Linked DNA regions of Mus musculus: region 1 is linked to region 2. A link is a contact called in public Hi-C data. All regions are on one chromosome and are shown on one strand. The core of a region is the stretch at or near the end of the contact, and the rest is flanking DNA. Distances in the headings are between cores, read along the strand shown.

The links. A called contact is a pair of places that touch in the nucleus more often than the background predicts.
Region 1: a contact with region 2 is called in a Hi-C map of the N1E-115 cell line, with 3 times the contacts expected there. The contact joins two enhancer-like sites. A contact is called at or near these places in 1 of 484 Hi-C or Micro-C datasets (the N1E-115 cell line), 3 of 115 datasets of contacts at active chromatin or transcription factors (differentiating embryonic stem cells and embryonic stem cells) and 2 of 9 other capture datasets (embryonic tail and embryonic trunk).

What each region holds. Positions count from the first base shown.
Region 1 is chr8:108,476,970-108,484,152 of GRCm38.p6, forward strand. It overlaps a transcript of Zfhx3 not described here. Among named protein-coding and RNA genes, the nearest start is that of Gm39243, 8.2 kb to the left of the region's middle. Within about 2 kb of position 4,597, at least 34 of the 459 cell types and tissues checked have an H3K27ac peak or open chromatin away from gene starts, as enhancers often do. A contact at or near this core is called in the N1E-115 cell line, where this site is marked.
Region 2 is chr8:108,024,718-108,032,506 of GRCm38.p6, forward strand. No RefSeq gene overlaps it. Among named protein-coding and RNA genes, the nearest start is that of Gm39242, 190 kb to the left of the region's middle. Within about 2 kb of position 2,979, at least 36 of the 459 cell types and tissues checked have an H3K27ac peak or open chromatin away from gene starts, as enhancers often do. A contact at or near this core is called in the N1E-115 cell line, where this site is marked.

The DNA.
Region 1 (7,183 bases), core at 3,347-5,846, 450 kb after region 2:
CCCTTCCTTGTTCCTACTGGAGCCGCTCCTGAGATGGAAATCCTTAGCTGATGTTCTGCCCCTCTCGACCCTGGATTCTGAGATCTGAGTCGTCTTGTGTCTTCCCGTTCTGTGTTCTACCTTCTGTGCATTTCTGTTTTAGCAACTATGGCTCATCTAGTCAGTCTGGATGCAAACTTTCCTGAAGACAACAATGTGTGTCTCTCAGAAATTTGTCTGCAAATACTCGATAAAAACTTGACAATGACTTTTTTTTCTGTACTTTATTTAATTTCCCTTATTCCTAGCTTACTTGTACAACAGTCACTGTGAAAATGAAAAATACGTATGTGTACAGCCCTGATAGCTTAACGTAACCTTAAAATTAGCTTGGAATTTAAGTCCTCAATAATCTCAATAATAATAAATCTCAAAAACAAGCAAAAATATCTACCTGCTTTTCTTATGGTTTATCTAGGTGGTAAATATTTTCTGCCGGGTTCTCTAACCCTTCTGGGTACCATTCTCCTGGTTAGTTCTTCACATCCTTAGCAGTCACAGCCAAACCAACATGTGAACCCAGGAAAGCCATTCAATACTGAAGTGAGCACAGGTAAGTGTGGGGGGTTCCTGAGACTGCTCACATGCGAGGCACCAATGCCCTTTTCTGAATGGTTACCCCCGCTGCTCGAGTAAACTGAAAGCAATGTCTAATGCTGTTTGGAGTAGCCAGCAAACTTTTTAAATTCTGAACTTTTATAAAATTATCCTAATCAGAACCCAGAATTTTTTTTTAAAAAAGAGGAGATTTAAACTACAAACTTACAGTCCATAATACCAAGAGATTAAAGGCTATCAAGAGAGAGGGAAAGGCGAATAAGATAGAGAAAGGGCACAAAGAAAGGCCCTGAAGTACAAGTGCCCCTTGAGGAAGTGGCTCTGGGTTGGCCTCCCCATCTGTGGTCTTTATGGCTGTTGGTAGCCATGAGATAGCCCAAGGGAGTATGCCGAAGCAAAACCAAGTCAACGTTGACCTTGGTCATGGCATGAGAAATTGCCAGTGCTGTTCTAGAACAGACCCAATTTTCTTCCGAGAATATATCCCTGCAGAAAGTAGCAGAGCTTTTTTTTTTTTTTTTTTTTTTTTTTTTTCTTTTTCCTTTCCCAGTTTCAGGGAAACCAGAGAGTTCTTTTAAGTCCAGTCTCCAAAAGCTCCTTGACCAACAACCTTCGGAGCGTGGTGTCCTCGAAGGGTCAGCTCGGATTGATTTGCTGATTAACTCCAGCATCTTTCTGGCTCCTCCAGACACCAGCACATTTCAGGTTTCTAAATATAGGTCAGCCCAGGCAATTAGGCGAGAAGGTCTGTTTTTGAAAGGTATTCAGCAGGCAGAGAGCCCAGTTTACAAAGGAGAGCTCATAAGGATGAGGCTTGGCCTCAGATGATCTCACTGCCAGGGCTGGTGACATTCTCAGCTCCTTGGTTTCAAGTCATCCAGATCTCCCAGAAGCTACCGAGTATCTTTGCTCCAACGACAACATGAACTGTGAGGGGCCTTGTGTGTCAAAAACACATCGGCAAGGGCCCTGTTACCTCTGCACTGGGTTGCTACTCTTAGCTTGCACTCTTAGTATGTCAGAGATTAAACTGGTGTGTGTTAGATAAACCCATGGTTCCCATTCATGGCGCACTCATCACTGACGCTCCACGGCTGGATCAATGCAAATTTCTTGTAAACCTGACTCTACCGTGTTCCCCTCCAGGATGACCAGAGTTGGAAATGAGTCACATTACCCAGAAAACTGAAATAAAAAGAGGTTGTAACATTGACTCTCGGTGACTCAAGGTAGTGTGTGTGTGTGTGTGTGTGTGTGTGTGTGTGTGTGTGTGTGTAGGCTTGTGTGCATTTTTCTGTTTTGTTTTGTTCTTAAGACAGAATCTCTCACCAGCCTGGAGCTTACCAAGTAGCCTAGTTCAGCTGGCTAAAGAGCCCCAGGGATTCCCTTGTCTCTGCCTCCTCAGCACCAGGGCTACAGGCGTATGCTGTCAAAGCTGGGCTTTTGTTGTTTTTCTTCATATAGGTTGTGGGGATGGAACTCAGGTCCTCACGCCTGGGACCAAAGCATTTTACCAACTGATCCATCTCCTGAGCCCCAACTCAAAGTGTTTCTGCATAAACAAACCTGAGACAACCTAGCAGTCAATGATTCCCAAGGCCAGAAGGCCAGTGGACGCAAAGCCATTCATGAGGAATCTCAAGGACACTCTTGTCCATTGTCTTCTACTGCGGTGATGCACTCCATTTAGGGACACTGGGCTTAACTCTGTGTTATGTGATCAGTTACTTTTCTGTTGCTGTAACGAAACACCATGCCCAAGACAACTTAAAGAAGTCCTTACAGCTCCAGCGGGGTAAATTTGTCATCACCATCGTGGCAGGAAAGGGTTGGAACGGGCAAGCAAAGCAACCGATCGGCAAGCTAAGAGCTCATACTTTAAACTAAAACCAGAAAGAATAAACACAAAATGACAAAGAAAAAAAAAAACCTTTAAGCTCTCAAAACCCACTCCCAGTGGCATGCATCCTCCAGAAAGGTCACATACCTCCTAAACTTCTCAAAACAGTGCCATCAACTGGTGACCAAGCATTCAAATGTCCAAGGCTAAGAGGATATTTATCATCCAAACCACCACATGTGGCCAGGTACGGTGGCACTCTCGAGTAGATTGTGGCACACTTGAGAAGTAGAGGCACGTGGACCTCTGAGTTTGAGTCCAGCCTTGTCTACAGAGTGAGTTCTAACACATCCAGGGCTACCCAGAGAAACTCTATCTTAAAAAAAAGAAAGAAAGAAAGAAAGAAAGAAAGAAAGAAAGAAAGAAAGAAAGAAAGGGAAAAAGAAAGGAAGGAAGAAAGGAAGGAAGAAAAAGAAAGAAGAAATATTGAAAGTTTTGTCATTTTTATATAGTTTTGATGCATGTGTGGGTTTTTTAAATATATGAATAACTAGGACACAATATAAAGGATGAAAAGAACACCCTGGGTTTCCCTCAGGGTTGAAGTATCCACTGCCATTTGACAAGAGCAATGCTGTGCACAGTAAAAAGTCTGTGGTCCCTAAACCCATTCAGTATAGTAGTTCAGGCAGCAGTGGCAGCAGCAGCTCAGGCCCAGGTCAGACTGCCTGAACCAGACTCTGCCCCATCAGATCCCTAGGTGACTCCTGTGGGTATCGTCCTGAAACTCGGGTCCAGGAATCTGCTGCAGTCCTGGGCTCTCTTATCAGGCAGGGTTTGAGTGGATCTCAGTACACACAGAAGCCAGGCCTGGGCATTGTTGGATTTTATCACCTCTAAAAGAGGATGCAGTATGTAAAATGAAAGCATCTACCGTTGGGCGATGTTAACATATCAAAGCCATCTCTGCTTTCTTCCTTTCCTGGGCTCTCTCCCGCCGTAATAGATACAGGCTGGCAAAGTTATTAATGCAGAAACTTCCTGGGACTCGGGGCATTTCAAAGGATCGGAAATTCTCGGGCACCGCAGTGGTGAATGTTGGCTTTAGCACTGCCGGCGAGCTCAAGTTGCAGAGATGGTAACTAGGAAAACTCACCCGACTGCACGGACTCTCATTTCCAGTTGTGTGGAGATGCGCGAGGCAGGGCCATTTGGGGCAGGGGAGGCTGATTGCTCTTTCTAAGCTGCAGTCCGTGACTTCCTTTATTGTCTTGAGCTTCTAGAACACAGCAGTGCCCCCGGATGCTGTCCCTGGGCTGTTTCCAAATCCGTTGCTCCATGTCATTGGACCAATTATCTAGAATCTACCCAATGTAATGGCCACCAATGTGCTTACATGCAAAGAGTTGTGAGCCTCTGTACTTCATGATAGATGGTAGATCTACACGTGGGCTTTCCTCTTACCCGGGCACTCTGCCTGGTAGAACAGCCTCTTCTCTAGCTACTCCAGGTCCATTGCTTCCTTCCTGAGAAATCCAGACCTACTCCTCCCCACCCCCACCCCCACACCCCCATACAGCCTCCTCCTCTGTCCAGCCTAGCCTCTGCCATCAGATTACCAGGTAGTCACTAGTGTATGTGTGACTCTTTCCCTCTTCTTGTATCATTTTTCCTAGGCTGCTTTTTCTTCCCCCTCGTTTTATTTTTATTTTATTTTATTTTATTTTATTTTATTTTATTTTATTTTATTTGTGGTCTCTGTCACTCCACTGGGGCAAAAGGGTAAAGGGATCTGGCACTAAGTGCGAGCAAATGCTGAATCTGGAATCTATCTTCCAGGCGGCACAATGCTAAAAATGCATGGCAGGACAGCCGCCACTGACACACTCTCAAAGACATATTGCAGGTAGCATTATTTATTGTGGCAAGGAGTTCATAGAACTGCTGCCTCAAAGCACCCCGAGAGATCCTAAAAAGCCCATCTCCCATCAGGTGAGGCAGATTTATGGAGGCAGCCCCAGAGAGGTCAGGCAGTAGGGCTTAGGAAGCAGGCTCCTTTCAGAAAGCCTGGATTCCCTTAACATATTCAGTGCAGTGCGATTGGTTCAAAGGAGGGCTTGAGTCTGTAATGTTGACCATAAAATTGCAGTGACATGCTGCTTTAGATAAGAGGGCTGAGGGAAGGGGGCAGGGATGCTGCGAGCCCAGGAGCAGCCAACGCAGGCAAGACCCTGGAGCATGCGCTGAGATTTGAGGTTAATGTGTGGGGGAGAGGCCGGAGGGGGATGGGCCCAGGCAGATGAATGTTCACACAAAGGAAAACCGAACCCACTGGCCCAGACATGGCAGATAAGCCCTGAGTCCGTGCAAAAGCAAAGCCAGGTGCACACAGGCACATGGGAATACATGCAAGACCTTCAGGGGTACGTGTAACCATCCAGATTGGAAAATATACTAAGGCAAAGCCAGCTAAGCTAGGCTCACCATTGTCCTGGAGTATAGAAAAAAAAGGGCTGCATCTCATGATCCCTGCCAATTTGATTGGTGTTTCTCCTGCTTTACATCAGCCCTGGGCACACAATATGGGCTTACCAGTTCTGGGTGCAAAGATTCTTTATTTTATTTTATTTTATTAGATATTTTCTTTATTTACATGTCAAATGTTATCCCCTTTCCTGGTTTCCCTCCCTAAGTCCTCTCCCCTTTTCCCTTTCCCCCTCCCCCTGCTCCCCAACCCACCCACTCCTGCTTCCTGGCCCTGGCATTCCCCTACACTGGGGCATAAAGCCTTCACAGGACCAAGGGCCTCTCCTCTCATTGATGACCGACTAGGCCATCCTCTGCTGCATATGTAGCTGGGGCCATGAGTCCCATCGTGTGTACTCTTTGGTTGGTGGTTTAGTCCCTGAGAGCTCTGGGAGGTACTGGTTAGTATGATTCTTAGGCAAATAGATGGATCTGGAACATATCATCCTGAGTGAAGTAACCCAATCACAAAAGAACACACATGATATGCACTCACTGATAAGTGGGTATTAGCCCAGAAGCTCGGAATACTCAAGGTACAATTCACAAACCACATGAAACTCAAGAAGAAGGAAGACCACAGTGTGTATACTTCGATCCTTCCTAGAAAAGGGGAACAAAATACCCATGGAAGGAGTTACAGAGACAAAGTGTGGAGCAGAGACTGAAGGAATGACCAGCCAGAGACTGCCCCACCTAGGGAATCCATCCTATATACAACCACTAAACCCAGGCACTACTGTGGATACCAAGAAGTGCTTGCTGGTAGAAGCCTGATATAGCTGTCCCCTGAGAGGCTCTGCCAGTGCCTGACAAATACAGAAGTGGATGCTCAAAGAGCACAAGGTCTCCAATGAAGGTGCTAGAGAAAGTACTCGAAGAGTTGAAGGGGTTTACAGCTCCATAGGAGAAGCAAAGATTCTTAATTCACAACAACCATCTAGGCCAGTAGTAGTTCTCAGCCTGTGAGTCACAACCCCTCTGAGGGTTGCCTACCAGATATCCTGCATATCTGATATTTACATTAAGATTCACAACAGTAGCAAAATTGCAGTTATGAAGTTACAACAAATAATTTTGTGGCTGCGGGGAAGGGGGGCAGGGGAGAAGGCAAGTGTCACCATAACACTCAGGACTGTATTAAAGGGTCATAGCCTTGGGAAGGTTGAGGACTGGGCACAGCTCTAAGATAAGGCCCTTCTTTGAGCTCAGAGCTTCTGAGTCTGATGGACAAGAGGACTGAGCTCCTCGCTTTTGGAGTCAGTGATGTCCATACTGGGACAAGAACAGAGCAAACACCCTAAGGAGGTGTTCCCCAGGAAGTCAGGCCAGTGTCTGCTATGTGAATTGCTTTTTCCTGGTTGGTTTCCACTGACCTTGTTACAGAGTCACCATATTCACCCTCTAAACCAGTGACCTCCTTGGTTTGGTGCGGAGCCTTCAGCGCTGCTGATTTTCGCACACAACTAAGGGAGACCGAGTCTATGGAGGACAAGATGGCTGTCTAGTTAATTGATGTGATTATCTTTGTCTGAATTAGTCAATTAGGACTTAAATGGTCCTAGAAATTTAGAGAAAGGTAGGGTTATTTCTTTGTTTATTTGTTTGAATTTTACACAGAATAGCTTTCAATCCCCCCTTTGCTCAAGCCCATAGATTGCGGAGTGACTCCTCCTTGAATGAAAACTGACATCACGAAGGTTTTGGCTCCATTTGCTTTTCAGTGTTCATCCCAGGCATGTGTGCTTTAGATTCGAGGCCTTTGGGGTAGCTGAGGTTCAGCTTCTAGGTACAAACTGAAGGGTGTGGAGATACGAGAGGTTTGGGCTTATTGGAAAGAGCCCCCTCTACTCAAGTGCTTATCAGGATGGCGAAGTGATTCCGACACTTTCTGCTCCCTGGCATTCTTCCCACGGATAGGCCTCCCTTGGCTCACTGACACACTGTCTGTCTTCCCCATGCTTTCTTAAACTATGAAGTCCTGCCACTGTCTGGGTCTATCAGCACACAGCAGACAGCCCAAGATGCTGTTGCTTTTCTTCTTCCTTAGCTTTCTGTGTGCGCATGCACATGCGCATGCGCATGCGGGAGTTGGAGGTCGAGTGGGGTCCTTTCCTTGATCGCTCTCCACCTTATTATTGAGATAGAATCTCCCACTCAACCCGCACCTCACTGGTTCTGCTAGGCTGCCTGATCGATACGCTCCAGGGATCTGCCTGT
Region 2 (7,789 bases), core at 1,729-4,228:
AGTGTGCTGCTCTGTTGGTAATGGAAATGCAAGCATCTATCCTGGGTGTGTTTGTGAACAGAACAAGGAGGCAGGAATTTCAGAGTCTGGATATATGTATATATATATATAATTTGAGAATGTGTAGGTATGGGTGCAGGAGGCACACGTGTTCGCATGCCCAAGAACAGACTCAGTGTTATTCCACTTTGGATTTTGAGACAGGGTCTCTCACTGCTCTGGAATTTGTCACTAGGCTTGGCTGGCCACCAGCTCCAGTACTCCACTCTTCTCCTCCTCCTCCCTCGTCCTGGATTGCAAGCTAGAGAAACCACACCGGGCTTTTTACCTGGGTATTGGTTATCTCAGGTTTCCATCTTTCAGGGCTCACATTGTAACGAGTGACCTACTTCTCTAGCCCCAAGCTATTATTTTGTGAAGAGGTATTTCCTCCCTTACTAGACACTGGACTTAAAGAACCTTGGTGTTAGTCTAACTTGAAAGGCACAGGCTTAGATATGAGATGTATGACCTCAGAGACTTCCAGGTCACACACCACCTATGTTTAAACGAGGTAGCTGCTTCTCTGTGCATGGGAGAGACAGAATAATTAGATAAAGAGAAAATGTTAAAAGCTGTTACAACTGAAGCTTCAGAACCTACGAAGCCTCTTACATATATATGACCTCAGTTTGCCTGTATTTATGTATGTGTGCTATGTATGTGCAGTGCCTGCAGAGGCCAGAAGAGGGCAGCAGATCCTCCTGGGGCTGGTGTTACAGATTGAGTGGCCATGTGGGTACTGGCAACTGAATCTGGATCCTCTGTAAGAGTAGCCAGTGCTCTTAATCACAGAGCCATCTCTCCAGCTCTGGATAAGCCATTGTTTTAGACCATTAGTTGTCTCAACTGCAATGTGGGCTTCATATACCTACACCAGGATTGCCATGTGTCATAAATACAATTATGGGAAGAAGAACGTTTTGAGTAGGGGACTTTGCCACATGAAAGTGTTGAATGTCTTTTATTCTCTATCCCTGATTTTTTTTTCTTGGTTTCTTAATTAGCAGTGTGCTTTTGCATGGTTGGGATTTGGGCTGAAGTGTATCTTAGTGAATGCTTTGTAAAATTGGGAGCCTCTTGGGGTCCCCACCAATTCCTTCCCTATATCCCTTCCCTATAGAAGTTGGCCCTGAACCCTGGGTGTGGTTGTTGAGGTACAGTAGTGACAACCTACCGATGCTTATGACCTAATGGTGCTTCTGTGACAGAAGGAAAATTTACTGACACACTGCTGTGTGGACAGCAGTGCCATGTAACCTTTTAGCATTTGGGGGTTCTTATTGCATCTGCCTGGGTTATCTGGCTCCCAACCTTCCCATTGAAGAAAAGAAAAAAAAAAAAGAATTTAGAAGTCTGGCATTGGGCTGGTGAGATGGCTCAGTGGGTAAGAGCACCCGAAGGTCCAGAGTTCAAATCCCAGCAACCACATGGTGGCTCACAACCATCTGTAATGAGATCTATATCAGTGAGCAACTGTGGAGAGCTGTGCTGAGAGGGCCCTGTGATAGCCTCGTGGGCTGTTCCAGAATGTTCTCTGTTCCATTCAGCGATCTATCCACACCCTCCTACAATTTGAGTTCCTCATCGAGCCTCATCCGAATTTAGTTTTCCTAGAGTCTGATGGAAGACTGGAGCCACCCAGTTGAATCACTTTCTTGGGGCCTTTGACCTAAAGAGATTACATTTCATTGGGTAGGTAGGTGAGCACTATATGATCAGCCTGCCGTCACAGGACAAAAATCATATTTTTATGTGATGTTGCTGCGTTAAAAGGGCCAATCTTGTGTCATGTAACATGTGAATAATGGCCATAGCTTGTGATGTCAAAATTTTCCACGCGCCTCATAAATAAATCTAGCCACACCCCCATCCCCCGCCCCCCCACCCCCACCCCCCAGCCACTACCCCAAGGCTCTCCAGTTTGGAACCTCGGTTTGCATCACAGATTAAGCATGCTTTTGGAGTCAAGGTTAAAGGTACAGTATCCGCTTTCAAAAGCCACATGTCAGTGTCTGCTGAAGATAATAAATAACATTGGGAACAGGCTCCCACTTGCCAAGGCTCCCCCTCCTCTTCTTTCTCCCTGTTCCTCTCTTTCTCTCTAACTTTGCCAAAGGTCTGATCCCTTTGGGGGTGGGGGGAAACCAACAAAGATGCTATATTTAGGCCAAGATTTGATGATATGTTCTTTAAAAAAAAAATTACTTAAGATCCCTTGGGGGGGTGGGGGAAACATCACACAGCCACCTTATCCAGTGGTCCTCAAGAGTGAAGAAGCCAGACAGCATGACAACTACAATTAGTATTTCCTCAGAGCCCAGCGCTGTGGTTTTAGTCACCAGAACTGTGCTTTTATTTCGGCCATTTGGTCTGCATGGGAACCTGAAATACGAAACCTGAAATATGGACATACGGACGGCCTTTGCTGAGGAGTGGCTGGCTGCTCTGTCCTTGTACTAGAGTGACCAGCCCAAGTAGCTTCAGCAATTAGTTCCCATCCCTGGGTCTCATTCCCTGGGCCTTGCTTTGGAGAGAGAAGTAAAGGCACGGAGGAGATTTTCTGCAAATTCCACATTTGCCAGGCTACCCCCTTGCCTCCAAGAAAGAATTTGTTGTTGTTGTTGTTTTTCCAGTTCACAGTGAATGAGGAGAACCAGGGCATAGAGGGCAGGAGTTTGGCTGAACATCCCTGGAAGCTCAGCTTCCACCCTCACCCCGTCCCCACCCCTGCCCCCACCCCCTCAGCTGCACCCCTCCGTCTCTCGCTTCCCCTTCGCACTTCACAGACAAAGGCAGCATCTTCTCAGATAATGCCGCGTGTGTCAGAAGTGAACATTCTGGGAATGTGCGGGTCACCTGGTCTGTGTAACAGACGCCAACCCCAAACCATACAGAAGTCGCTACATCTGTTTTGGCTTTGTTCGCAGCGCCGAGGGGCGGGGGGTGCACTCCATGGTCAAGGGCCAAACTACATGTCATATTTCATTACCTTCATTAGCTACTACACAGAGGGCTGCATTCACAGGAAAGGTTGGCATTAACTCTTGAGCCGCCAGCCTTTTCCAAGGCGGGCTTTCGCCTTCATCCACGGTCCACAGTTCTCCATCCCTCCGTGCTGTGGGCGCTGATTGAACTAAACTGTAAATCAGCCTGTAGCGCCACGATTTCGCCCTTTTAACTTAAAGGAGGCGAGCTACTGTTTTCTCCTAGGTAGCTACTTCCAGGCTGGCGGAACATCTGGATCCCATTAGGGGGAATGCTAGTGTAAACCCAGTGGGGGAAAGGCATATTTAGAATTAATAAAACTTTCTTCTCTGAGTTTGTCCACAGTTGTCCTTTTCTTTTTCCACCGCACATTACTCCTGTGATTTAGGGGGACCAGCTCCTTTTTCCATTTCAGTGTTGAGATAAGATCACGTTTATTGCCGCCCAGATATTTCCGTGGGATTTTTCTTGGCGTGCTTATTGAGATGGCACTGTGCTCACATGGTCACCCCCTGTTCTCCTCCAGGAAAGAGAAGCCTTCCCCCCCCCCATATTGATGTTACATTTCTTGAGGCCCCCTTTAATGGCCTGAAATAAAGGTGGGTACATAGATAGAGCAGATCTTGAGTATCTATGGCTATGAAAGCCATCTGCTTTTGTGATGCCGGTGGGATATATCACGATGCCACTCAAAATCACCTGCAGGCAGCACATGCTATTATTTAATATTATGAAGAATGGCCCATTGGCCGACATAGGTCAGCACACACCTGGATGGTGGTATTAGGGAGCCTGGAATTTTGGTTTTTTTTTTATGTGGGCCCTGCCACTGATTTATCGCCTGGCATTTGTCCATCTGTAAACGAGATGGTTTGCAAGCTAAATGCATGCTGATCACATTACCAGGGTTCTGGGAGCTCCAGTGACTGCCTGCCTGGTGCTTTGAAAGCCTCCCCCGCCCTCCCAAGCGCCCCCCTCTCCCGCCACTAAAGACAATGATTTAGAATCTCACACTGTTTAGAGCACCTACCTACTCTTTTGTTCTCACTAACTGGTACTTGCAAGATGCGAGCAAGGCGTTCCCAAGCATGATCTGCACACCACCAGAGTGGGCTTTGTTGAAAGTATGAATCCCCAGGAAGGGAAGATCGCTCAGTGAGTAAGAATACTTGCTGTCTGAGCATGAGGGCCTTAGTTTAGATATCCAGCATTTGTGTAAGAAGCTGGGATATGGCTACACATGCCTCTAACCTTAGTGCTGGTGTGTGTGTGCCCATGCGCTTGTCTACACACAGAAGGTTCATTTCTGGGGCTTGGCAGTCAGTAAGCCAACACAGTTGAAAGTGGCAATCTACAGGTTCAGTGACAGATACCAGCTAAGGAGAATAAGGTAGAAGATCATAGAGGAAGATATCCACATATGCATACACACAAAAAATGTTTTAATTTAGGAAAACATATTTTAAAAGGGATGTAAATTCTCTGCCTATGTCAAACTTAAGGGGCCAGAAGATCTGTGAATGGAACAGTGCTAAAACTTTCTGGGTTTGAGAACTACCAGCCAATACACTTGGCCTCAAGTTCAGAAATCCTTCAGGCTCAGTTGAAAATACTCATAAGCATGGAAGATTAGCTCCAAAAGATCCTTTCTGGAAGCCGCTCTATTCCTGTGGGGATCATGGGTCACCTTCAGCACCGTCTCTCAGAAGAAGTTGATGCAAAATCTCTTTCCCAGTTTGCAAAGGAAAGTCACAATTTCTGTGGCACATTGTTGGTGTGTAACACTTGCCAAGTCAACTTGTAGATCACTGGTTGTATGTTCTTCTCTTGAGTGAGGTTTAACACTCCAGGAAACAAACTTTTGGTGCAGAATAGGGTCACCGAGATTATATTGCGGGTTAAGTTTATGCAAGGGCAGAATGATATCACAGAAGGTGTCCAGGGTCTCTGGAGTTAGCACACTAGAATAAAGATGGCGCTACGTGGACTATCTTTTGAGGGCCGAGTGGGAGGAGAAATGATGCACATAATTTTTCAGGTCAGATTTGGTGTCATGTGGTAGGACCATGAGCACCCATCTCTTAATAGTTTACCACTGTTGAATCATAAATGTAAAGAGTTATCACAGGACAGACACTCTGCCATCTGATTCTCTAAATACGAAGCATGGTATGTAAAATTTGTTCTTAGTATCTACCTGTGTCCAGTTGTGCTGTTTTCCTATAGTGATTTCTGCAAGAGAAACAAAACAACAAACAATGAAATGCTAATTCACTTTCTCATCTTCTTTTGCTGTTTGATAAAATTCTCCATAAAACTCAGGACTCATTCTGAATTTGCATGATGCGATGTCCGTGAGGGCATTTTGTTGTTTCCATTTTTTTTTTAAAGCCTCAGCATAGTCAATCTACTTCTGTCTCCTTTCAATTTGTCCCTAAGTTTGGCCCTGCAATGAGGCCTTTTGCATGGAAAATTTCAGCCTGGAGCAAATTTTTATGGCTGAATTATAAACCCTGGAAAAGAGGGGTATATGAATGGAGGCGCTGACCCAACCTTAACTCTGGCTGGAAGAGCGCAATGTGATAATAGATGAGGCAGAACAGCAGAGCTCTGCTTTTAATTCGTCATTTAGTCGGAGAAAGAGGCCTTGTTTACTTCTCCTCTGCTTCCGAGACTTGCGACCATTATTTTGAAATGTATTTTATAATAAAACCTCGGTGGTGATGTAGCCCCAGGGCTTGAGTGTCCATTTTAGAAAGGGTGAGAGACAGAGACAGGGAAACGGAGAAATTAGAAGCTGCAGAAACACAGATGCTAGAATGTGGTTTTGACTCTGTACTTTTTACCTGGCACTGGTTGTTTTGTTGCTGTCTATTTGATTCTTTTTGTCTCTTTAAATGGGGGCATAGCTACCATTCTGCTATGATCCAAAGATGCCTCCACCTTGGCTCCGCAGGCCCTATTTTGACACCCCCCCATTGTAGCAATAAAAAACAAAAACAAAAACAAAAAACAAAAAATAAAAAACAAAAAACAAAACATCCCTCCCCTGGAAGAAAAAAACAACACTAATGTTTAAAGTACCTTCTAGCGCTTTTTATTTCCCATGTCAGAGTGTTTGTGAGCAGACAGTTTGTGTAGCTCTTTGAAGACATGTATGCCACAAAGTTAAGTTTTCGTTTTCTCATATTCCTATTTTGTGGATTGCGAAACTGGAGTGCTTGGCTACTGGTGTGATTTTTATAAACTGAGTTCAATCCTGACATAGATGGCGTGCGAAGATTCTCCCTCTTGTGCGCTTACGGCCAATGTACAAAATGCACATAAAACAAGCAAGAGTAATGAAATTGATGGCAGACGTCTTGGACAGTCACTTAGCAACACGGGCCTTCACCTGCCCCCACCTGTCTCTACTATGTCTACTTTAAAGGTCTGTGGTCACCGAGTCCCTGCATATACCCATGCTACACATGTCCCACATGTCCCACTGTCTGCTGTTCTCTTGGTGACCCCAAGGGAGAACTTGGTGAGTTTCTTCTCCCACCTCCTTCCCTTTTCGGGAAGTGCCGACCTTGGCTGTTGAATAGGATGCTCAGGAGAAGAATGGTGGGCAGGAGAGTGGGGTTTCAGTTCTCTCTGAGAGTCACACCTGCTTGTATCTGTCTTCAGAAGACCCAACATCATATATGCAACCTCCTCCTATGTGCCTCAAGTTGTCTTTCAGACCAGTACACATTTCTTCAAACAATTCATCCATGAGCTCTTCCATTTGGAGCATTTGAAACAGGATACTGTTTGTATCCTGGGGGGACATGGCTGGTATATAAATTGTATAGAGTGTACACACACACATACACACACACACAGACACACACACACACATACACACTCACACACACTTTTAAAGGAAATAGTGTCGGCATTTAAGCAGAAAATTTATAGAGTAGGTCTATCCAATGTTGGGATTTGTGGTGAGTATATTATGAAGTCACTTCTTATGATTCTTGGGCCAGATAAGGCATCCATCATGCAAAGCGGCAAGCCCTAGAAATTACATCAGATTTACAACATAATAAACTTTCATTAAGATGAAGCTACGTGAAACTTATTCCCCTTCATTCCCAGGACTAAACAAATGCTGCCTGAATACTAAATGAAGCCAGGGCTTACTAAATTGGCAGTACTGGTGTGAAGGTGTTAGAAAGGCCGAGTCCAAGAGCCACAGAGCGTGCCAGTTCCTGGACCATCTGAGCATCAGAACTGATATTGTTGTCATCAATTTCTGTCAGCCACCCAAAATGGGGCACAGGAGGCTACTTGCTGAGGCTGGTCTGCACTTGCACCCACCATCCATCCAGACTCCTGAGTGTATCTTCATCGCAATACGGCCTGGGCTTTATTGAAGGGTTGACATTGCTCAGTTGCTTTTCCCTTTGATATTGCACTGGATAAATCAGCAATGATGATTTACTAGCATTCCGAAGAGAAAATGCTCCAAAGAATAGGATGAAACTGATACCAGGAAGTATCTCTGAGAAGATGTGACACAGAAACATGGCACCCTGAGCACACACCTTTATCTCTGCAAGCTCTCAGATGTACTGGCATGACAGTTAATGTCAAAAAGAAAGCAAAAAATCCCAAATAATAAAGACTATTAGGAGAGGATGTGATAGCAACAGGAATTTGGAGGCCAGACAGCAACTGAATTGATGGGAACTCATTTAGTGTCTGAAGATGGAAATGTCCACTTGAATGTAGA